2 separate regions of the Mus musculus genome follow, and region 1 is linked to region 2. Evidence: chromatin contacts called from public Hi-C data. All regions are on one chromosome and are shown on one strand. The core of a region is the stretch at or near the end of the contact, and the rest is flanking DNA. Distances in the headings are between cores, read along the strand shown. Region 1 overlaps Unc5c (unc-5 netrin receptor C). Region 2 overlaps Unc5c (unc-5 netrin receptor C).

What was found. Hi-C and Micro-C count contacts between places; a contact is called where the count stands out from the background.
Region 1: a Hi-C map of the N1E-115 cell line shows a contact between it and region 2, with 12 times the contacts expected there. The contact joins two enhancer-like sites. A contact is called at or near these places in 1 of 484 Hi-C or Micro-C datasets (the N1E-115 cell line), 1 of 115 datasets of contacts at active chromatin or transcription factors (bone marrow-derived dendritic cells) and 1 of 9 other capture datasets (embryonic stem cells).

The regions. Positions count from the first base shown.
Region 1 is chr3:141,536,783-141,541,684 of GRCm38.p6, forward strand. All of the region lies in intron 1 of Unc5c (unc-5 netrin receptor C), which reads left to right. Among named protein-coding and RNA genes, the nearest start is that of Unc5c, 74 kb to the left of the region's middle. Within about 2 kb of position 1,614, at least 6 of the 459 cell types and tissues checked have an H3K27ac peak or open chromatin away from gene starts, as enhancers often do. A contact at or near this core is called in the N1E-115 cell line, where this site is marked.
Region 2 is chr3:141,824,770-141,829,947 of GRCm38.p6, forward strand. It overlaps Unc5c (unc-5 netrin receptor C), which reads left to right. Exons shown (of 16, transcript NM_009472.4): 15 at 2,732-2,910; 16 at 3,638-5,178. The coding sequence ends at 3,803. Among named protein-coding and RNA genes, the nearest start is that of Gm15689, 140 kb to the left of the region's middle. Within about 2 kb of position 2,927, at least 3 of the 459 cell types and tissues checked have an H3K27ac peak or open chromatin away from gene starts, as enhancers often do. A contact at or near this core is called in the N1E-115 cell line, where this site is marked.

The DNA of each region.
Region 1 (4,902 bases), core at 364-2,863, 290 kb before region 2:
GGAACAAATATTAGAAGAGTGCATGATGTGACTGGGTTTCAAACTGAAAAAAAGAAATGCCCTGCTCCCCTTTATAGATACACACACACACACACACACACACACACACACACACACACACACATGAGGTCCTGATTCACTTCTACATGATAATATTCTTTCATGCTTGCTTAATCTCTATCTTCATGTACAAGTTGGCCCATGGAAAGTAGAGGATCATTAAGCTGTCACTGCACTGTCATGACAAACGACAGGTCAAGTCTCACCACTCAGTCCATGCGTGTAGAGACTCTTGGAGAATGTGAGAAACTTGCCCACGTTCCCAGGGCTAGCAGGGTTCATGGATTTGGAATCCTGGCCCAGCCCTCAAGCCCATGCGTTTTCAGTTTCACACAAACTAGTTTCTGCCTGTGGGATTTTTATTTTATGTCAGACTTTACGCTTTCTTTTCTTTTCTTTTCTTTTCTTTCTTTCTTTCTTTTTTTTTTCTTTTACTTAGTACATGGTGAAGGGTTCTTAGCATATAAAAAAATGGGATACTTTAGAAAGCTATAGCAAAATATGACTTATACATTTAAAAGGGACAATAGAGAAAAGGAAATGTTCTGTGGAGCAGCCAGATGCTCCTGTTCCAAAATAGCATATCACTTATACGATTACATGATAACAATGTTATCCCATCACCTCCTGGGGACAGAAGATAGCTTGCTGGCCTACTCAGCCTGCTCCATTGCTTGTGGGACCATAAAATCCCTCTGGGTTGCCAGCTTTTTTAAGTTGTCACAAAGATTAGGTATCAGATGGTTATGTTTCATGGGAATTAAAACATAAACCAAATACAGAAGAGACCAGGACAACACCTGACACTAGTGATGGTCTTACCTGCAGGACCCAGAAATGGATCATGAGCACATGACGGAATTGAGCCAAAATTAAGACAATGGGCCTTGATAATTTATGAATCTTTGGTTTAGGATTTAAAAAAAATCCTTATCTGAGTGATAATGAGAGCTGCTCCTTAATAGCAGACAGCAACCCAAGTAAGAGCTAACATGTGTCTGGTATAATTACAGGAACATTTAAAGACATTTTTTTCCTTCTCAGAGGGCTTTAATGGGGACCTTCTGGTTATAATTACAGACCTTGCTCCCTATTTATGGTTAATGGCCAAATTGGTAATATTTGGTTTAGTGAGGATTAAGCAAGAAATAAATTTTTCTAAACAATTATTTTTCTAAAGATAGAAAAGGCTGCTGTTAAGAACCTTAAGAGTTTAAGGCATTCCATGTGGATAGCTGTTTACTTTAGTTTGAGAAAATGATCTTTTGAAAGCCCTTTTGTGAGTTTAAAAGGATAACAAATTTATTTTTCACCAACAGTAAAAAAATGTGTTTTATTGCATGTACATTCTCAGCACACATCATTACACTGAGTGCAATACTACCTCCTCTTGAAAATTGGGTAATTGAGGCACAAGTGAATCATGAAATGGCTTGCCTAGGTCCCACAACTTCCCTTTGGTGACATGAGTATTGGTGGGTTTCCCAGACTTTCATATCATCCATAAGGCAAGAGGAAAGGGTAAACAGACACTTTGATCATGTAAAGTTAAGTCACTTCCTCTTTGAGAAATCATGGACATTTTAAATAGTCTAGAAGTGAACTGGGTGGGAGGCGGAATCCTGTGCTCCCTCAAGTGGATGGCATTTGTCAGAGTGTACAGCAGAGTCTGGTGGAGATAAGACACTGGGGTAAAATCCTTAGTGGCTCTCAGGCATGAAATAAAACACACAGAGGAAGAGAATAAGCATGAGTGTATCGTGTAATATTGATTTATTCATATACTTTTAATTCCAAGGCAAACATGTCCAAAATAGGAAAAGCAATGTATAGTGTTGTATGTGAGAAGAACCGATATGGTAAGAGTAATGGAGGATCCTGGAAAGGAGACTTGTAGGTAGGCAGATGTGTAGTGTTTGTGAGATTGACTGTGTCCTGCATCATGATGCAGGTGTCTGTCTAAATTCTTTTATTCAACCATTTGTTTATTTTTATATTGTATGTATAATTATACCTCTGTTTCTACATTATCTACTCCTAAGGAATTTCTTTTTATCTGTTTTTCTTTGCCTTTTAAATGTATTGTATATATCAATGTATAAAAGTGATGTGCGCATGTCATGTACATGGTTGGTGATCTTTATGTGTGAGTGTGTTTTTGTGTGTGTGAGTATGTGTGTATGGGTGTGTGTGTGAGAGTGTGTGTGTGTGTGTGTGTGTGTGTGTGTGTGTGTGTGTATGTGTGTGTATGTGTGTGTGTGTGTGTGTGTGTGTGTGTGTGTGTGTGTGTGTGTGGTTGATTCTTTGATTTACCAGGGATATAGAAACCTGCAGATGCTCCTTATACAAAATGGCTTAGTATTGGTAGACAGCCTACATACTTACTCCTGTGCACATTAAATAAACTCTAGATTACTAATACTTCTAACAGAATGCAAATTCTACAGAATTTTTTACTATATTGTATTGTTTGTGAAATAACAAGGGATCCCATATTTCCATGTTCAATACACATGAAAACTTTTCTATTTTTAATCCATGATGGTTGACGCTACAGAAGTAGAAGCAACTATAATTCCACGGCCATTTGTATCTATCTCTATATAAGCTCAGTTTAAGTCATCCCGACTGTGTGATAATAGTGCAATCACAGAAGACAAATATCGGATGAGAAAGGCAAGCATCGTGTTATGAATATAAAAAAGTAGCAAAAAGATAAGTAAATAACAGCATCCATGTTACCTGAATGAAGGGAAACTCTTATGTACTGAACCACTGAAGAAAGACTCCATTGTCGGAGACTTAGATGACGTAAGCAAAGAATGTGGGTCTGTGAATTCTCCCAGAGAAAACTGAGGTTTGAAGAAAGATGCATTTCCCGAGAACCCCTGGTGCTGTCTCTCAGGAAGTGGTACCTTGAAATGAAACAGATCCTCACATGGGAACTATTACCCTAACAAACACTTAACATCCTGTCTAAAATTATGTCATTATGAGACTCTACTGGTCCTTCTCATAATTAAGTCATTTACAGCTACTGTCTGCCCGGTATAAAAGACTTCAATCCCAGTAATTAAACTTAGTAAATGTCACTAAAAGTGAAGAGTGCATTGTTCCCTGGGTAAATTCAGCTGAGGTCACAGTCCTTGAGAGTCTCTCTGTCTGTCTGTGACCATTCTGGTTGGAGTACTTCATCTAACGGTGTTCCTGAAAATGAGCCCTGATGAACAGCTCATCTTAATTTAGCACGAGTTACACCTTTAAGAGGAGAACATAAAAGTAAATTAAGTCTTTGTGAACTTTTAAGTAAAATTTGTGTTTATAGAAAACCTGAAGATAAATGTAGGAAGATTTTCTCCAAAAGGAGAAAAGAATAAAAGGTTTACTCTCAAAATACAAACAAGCAATAGGCTTTCAAGACAAAAATGGGCTATAGCAATATATCACAATGGGAAACACAGCTTTCCATTCATAAATCCAAAATATAAACAGGATCCCTGGCTACCTTAGATTGCTATTCACTAGATAATTTAAGTAAAACATCAACATTAAAAACCAGCAGATGTTCTCAGTACAATAGACTCAGATCCCAAGTGTCAAGTTAAACACTGAAGCCAATTGTGAGAAGAACAACAATATAAAAAATGAAAATATAAAAGGAGATGGCCTAAGAATTATCAATGGGTTTGTCAGACACTTTAGGGGTTGAATCTAAAGGCTCTGCATCTTTGTCAGCAAAACATGAGAGATCATAGTAGCAGTTTAAAAAAAATTACCATTAACCAATTTATAGTAATATTTATTTTGAGAAACACAAGAGACAAGATAAAAATTTGCTTCAAACAAACAATGGCAGTGTTGAATAGAAACTTTCTTTAAAAAAAAAGATTTTACAACAATAGAATGGGCCAAATACCCTTGTAAATTGCATTAATGAGATGGAAGCTACTTTTAATGGAGGCCTCTGTCTCTGTGCACTGCCTTATATAGATTTGACGGTTAATAAGCCTGAACAGTGTTTCTGCTTGTGGAAAATGAATCTGAAACGATTGTCGGATGATCTGCTTGGCATGCCTGGCTGGGGTCTGGAATGGCACTGCACTAATGTGCTATTACTCAGTGTCGTTAACCCACACGGATGATTGAAAGATGGATGCGTATTCGTACCAAGGGGCTCTGCAAGGGGGAACAGACTGCTGCTGCAGAGAAAAGATGCCACAGAGGATACAATGAGCTGCTCATTCACAACACTATTCTCCCATCCTCATGTGGTCACCTTAAAGATGCATGATATTTAAATATATGGAAAATAAGGAGACAGAACTATTATAAAAAATGCAACTTTATCTTCATTGGTGGCTCAAAACTTATATATATACAGCTGAAAAGCAAGAAAGCCACCTATTTTCTTGATCCTCAGACCTGAGGATTTTTGACCAAACCGAACCAAACCAAACAGGCAGAAAAGTTCAATACTTTGGTTGGAACCTGGTTCAAATAAAAATGTTTGAACATTAAATTGGAATTTTATGTGTCAAATTCATATCAGACATATGAAATGAAAATATTCTTTTTCATGTGAAGAATTTATTTTACATTTACATGGAGTTGTAAAATACTTTAAAAGAGACAAAATACTTTCCTTAATACATCTAAAATCATTATAGTGGAACTATCAAATCGGTTCTGCAGACTATTTTCAATTTGGGGTTTATTAATATATTGTGCTTAATATGATTTTAGCAGGGTTTTAAATGTATGACTATATGTTTGACTCACAAGGATTTTGTAAATTTTAAATAAGCTTGCCAGTTAACGAGAGAGAGAGAGAGAGAGAGAGAG
Region 2 (5,178 bases), core at 1,677-4,176:
CATACTAAGATATGGAGACTGGAAAGATAGGGGTTAAAGAAAAGAGCAACGGGATTCAGTCATCTCACCTTTTATGCTTGTATGAAGTCAGAACATTAACCACAAACAGTTAATTACATGTTAAAAGATTAGGGTTGGGGAGATGGCTCGATTGATAACATTGAAGAACCTGATTTTGATCTCTGGAACCCATATAAAAAAATAAAAGTAAAAACATTAGACATGGTACAACATGCAATAATAATCCCAGTACTTTGTGGGGGTAGGGGGGAGACTGAGGAATGCCTGGGGCTTCCTGTACTCAACAGAGAGACAGCCTAGCCTTCTAGATGAGATCAGGACTCTAAAGAGCTATAGTACCTGAGGAATGATACTCACAGTTGTCCTCTGGCTTCTAAACGATGGCACAGATGCACATGCATGTGCAGCTATGAAAGCACACACACACACACACACACACACACACACACACACATACACACACACACGTTCAAAATTGTAAGATTAGAATGTCATGGAGAAAGGATATTTAAAACTCCCCTGAATGAATAAATGAATGAGTGAATGAATGGTAGAGAGAGTCAGGGAAGAGTGATGCGCAAGGTGAGCCATGTGGGAAGACAGGCTGGCAGGAGTGTAGGAGGGAGAACAGGCAAGCAGCAGGAAGATACTGTGGCCAACCATGATAAGGAAACTCTTTGGGGATGAGAGTCCATGCTTCAGGAGGCAGTTCCTCCCTCTGCAGACTTTGACCTCCACTCCCATCCAAGGACAATCAAGGTGGGGAGATACGTGAGGGGATGGTAAGTTTTCCTTCTGGACTTAAGGAATAGTCACAATAAGGAGTAAGAGAACTTGAACCTGGGTGAAGTCACTAAACTGTTAGTGATAGTGTAGAACTTTACTGCTCCCCCACAACAATGCAGTCATGAATATTGCTGTGCCCAATATAAGCACTGCAACTCTTGAGTCCTAACATTGCCAACATAGTCCACTAGGAAGCATTGATGTGAGTCCCTAAATGAATCACTGCTTGGGCTTTTGAAGCCCTGTGACCCTGGAGGTTATGGACTCTTGCTTTTTGGCAGAGCTCTGTGCCTGAGGGGAAAGAACTGCAGGTTCTGAGTCTAATCGGAGCTCCCTAATCCTGCTGGATGCTTCCGAGCGGCAGCCCACAGTCTAGCCATGGAACCAGAGCTAAGATACAAGAGCCAGCACCATCTCTTTGCCAAGCTATTGCTTCTGAGCCCTGATACTTTGATCAAAGCCAAGACTATTGTATATATATTCTTTACTTTCAAAAACAATAACAATAAACAAACAAACAAACTCCAGAAAAACAATTTTCTCTCACATGTCCCCCAGCTCCTCAATGGGTCTCATCCAGAGGGATGATAGAAGTTGAAAATCACCATTGGCCACTGATCCCCAAAACGCAGACCACCCTGTGGGTCACATTTGGGAGCCAGCCAGCTGAGACACCCCACCTGCCCCTCAAAGCTCCTGCAATCCCAAGTCTGCAGAGACCTCAGAATCAGGGCAGGACATGAGGGCTCTAACAGCAGGGGCAATAACCCCCTAAGCTCAGCATTTAGAAGGACATCACAGACTTCAGGATGACCTGGGCTCTGTGCCTAGTGTCTCCTCCAGCACCCCAAGGCGTTACCTGCCTTAAAAAAGAGGTGACATTCAAAGCAGATCGAGAAGATTTCTTGTTATTGCTTTAATGGTTCCCAGGCAACGTTTCCTCTTGCTTTCAGACCAGCAGAAGTGATCAGAAAATGATTAGAGTTTCTCTTGCAGATGAAATTTAGATTTTTGCATTTGTGCTGCTTTATGAGCTGAAACTATTTTAAGAGCCAATTTATAGTTTTCTCTACTAAAATCGGATTAAAAAAAAATAAGCAAGGAGGTTCAGCAATTAGAGGATACCATTAGTGGCTTGCCCTAAGGCAATACTCTGTGTTTACTACTTTTTTTTAAGTTTGCCTTAATTTGATCTATCTTAGCATCGCCCCATTTTATCAAGCAAGAGATGGAGGGAACTACCTTCACAGGGCTAGCTGAGGTCTCCTATGTGTTCACAGAGAGGATGCCTTTACAGTTAGATGGCTTCTAGAAGATCTTATTTCTCTCAGATGTATTTATTCCTTCAGGAAGAAGTTCCCTTTTGAGCATTTCCAACATCTAAACCTTTGAGAACATAGACATTCCCTCTCTTCTCCATTCCCAAAGCAACCATTCTCAGTCTGTGGGCTGAGACCATGGGAAAAACACGTATTTCTGGTGATCTTAGGAATTCCCAACCATAAATTTATTTATGTTGTTACTTTCATATCTGTAATTTTGATACTGAGAAGTCTCTCAGTTCCTGAGGCCAGTAGGAGTTTATGTTTTCCAGTGGTCATGATCCACAGGTTGAGAACTGCGATCTTGGAGTGTCTCATTAGGGAAGCCATTGTGGAATCTTACTAGAGCTTTCTGCCCTGCCCAGTCCTGACCTAGGAACTCTGAACATGGGCTATACAAAACTATCTCCCTCTACCTCTACTAACCCACTACTTCCAGGCCAGGAAGAGACTGTCCTTCTTGAAGAGAAGAGAACCTGTACTCTTTGTATCCATCTCAAGTTGGATACAGAGAATATCCAACTGAGAGTCAAGTATTATGCTGACTGAATCAACAGCGATTACACTTGCCTTCTGAAAAGAAAGTTGTGTCGTTCCTACAGGAACCTACTGGCATCGACTTACCTCTCCTGGACCCTGCTAGTACCATCACCACTGTCACCGGACCAAGTGCTTTCAGCATTCCTCTCCCTATCCGGCAGAAGCTATGCAGCAGCCTGGATGCCCCTCAAACAAGAGGCCATGACTGGAGGATGCTGGCCCATAAACTCAACCTGGACAGGTGAGTGTGTCCAGGCTTCTAGACCTACTGTTTTCATTTAGCAGAGATTCCAGGACTGAAAGGAATGATATAGAAAGTGGCACTTTTCTCTTCCCACTACACATCTGTTTATATTTTCATTCTGACTGTGAGCTTCCAAACAATTCCAAGAGAATTCCTGGGATATATGACATTTATCAGTGTCAAGATTTGTGATAGACTTTACCTAGCTCATGTGCTAAGAGCTCCTAAATATGATGTCTATTCACTAAAGTAATTATTGTTCATCCATCGCCAGTTGAACAAGACGTAATGCATGATGAATAATTTACATGCTCACACAAGCACTTGTATTAAGTTATAAAGAGACCCTGAGAGCCTCTGCTTCGTAGAAAATATCTGTCACCTCCAAGGAAGAGATGTGGTATGACCTGTCAAAGATCATCAGAGTCCAGACTGGACAGAAAACATAAGCCTCTTGATTTCCTGTTTAGGACAAAACCCACAGACACGTTGTCTCTTAAATTATCCTATTCAGAGTTGAGGTTAACAAAGTTAAACAGCACATGTCCTGTCTGGAGCTGATCTAATTAGGAACCGAGCAATCATTAAGTGGAGTTCACTAGGATCCACGGTAGGACTGAAATGCTTCAAGACAGACAGGTTTAGTGCCAACGCAGAGAAGATAATACTGTAAATAGACCTGTAAATCACACCTCTAAGCATATTTTCCCATTCTTGATTGCAGGTACTTGAATTACTTTGCCACCAAATCGAGCCCAACTGGCGTAATCCTGGATCTTTGGGAAGCACAGAACTTCCCAGATGGAAACCTGAGCATGCTGGCAGCCGTCCTGGAAGAAATGGGAAGACATGAGACAGTGGTGTCCTTGGCAGCAGAAGGACAGTATTGACCACACTGGAACTAAAGCTGAAGGACACAATTACACAGGGAGTCTGTGTTCAGGGGAACCACATCTGAGGAGGAAATCCAGATAGGACCAAGGCGCTCTACAGGCAAGATGGCAACAGGAAACTTGGGGGACAGATATAACCACCAAGGTACACGCCCACTTCATTCGGACAGCACCACCGCGGGAGTTAAGAAAAATTGTGTAAATTTGTACCTTGAATTTAAGAATCAATCTAATTTTCTCTTCGTTGGGCTGTATGCTGTATGGTACAGGATCTTACAGTTTCCTAGGAAACGCTTTTTATTGCTATCCAGATGTATGGATAAACTTTCTTAACAAACCCAGTTTCTACAAATGTTGTTTACATCAAATTGGACAGGGATGCAGACACTGTCCATGGCTCGTTCTATTTTTGTTCAGATCATTTGAAGTTGAAGCTGTGGACAGTTTATTGTGTCTATTTCAGATTAGTAATTTACAGAGAAATCACAGACTTTTGCTAAAAATCATGTACATCAAGTGTCTCAGATAATCTTCCCATCAGTGTTCTGTTTCTGAAACTTGTTGGACCAGTATTGGCATTGGTATCAGGGAAGTGGAGAATCTAAATGTAAAGGAGAAATTGAGAAAATTCCTTATATCCTGGGGTAACCCCGTTGGTATCCTTTGGGAACAGAGCTCTAGCATTACAGGGGAGGTAGCTATTCATGTTCCTCCACACAAACATTTCTGTACCACATGTGTGTTTGTAATAAGCAATTTCAAGTGTTTTTTAAAAAATATTATCATTATTATTGATGATTATTACAAATATTCTAGTAAAAAGAATTTCCTTTTGTTTTAGTTAGCAATACTGTTAGTGTTTGGTGTTGACTAGACCTGCCTCCCTTTCTTGCCTAAAGAGGTGGGCATGGTCACCAGTTTAGTTCAATAGCTTTTGCTTCCTTGACCTTTGGTCTACCATTCTGTGGTGGAAAAGACAGAAATGCTCAATGGCTATGTCTGCTCTTTCAGCTTGCTCGGTCAGAGTCTTTCTGTTCTTGCTCTTATCATGAGGAGAGTTCTCTATGTAAAGTTCATTTACTCTTGTGGCTATCTGGGAGGCAGTATGGTTGTGGGAACAGTGTCTGAACTAGGAATCAGGAAACCAGTTATCCTTGTGGAGTTGGTCCCTGTATGGCTGTGTGACTTTGGGGAAAACATTGAAACTCACTGGCGCTCATTGCCCTTCTTTGTAAACTTTGTGGTGAGACCAGATCATCTCAAGGTTCCAGAATGCTGATCTCCCATTCAAATGTCATCATCCTTTTCTATCTTGCAGGCAGGATTGATTTGAACAGGGATTACTTCAACACACATTTGTTTGTCTTTATCT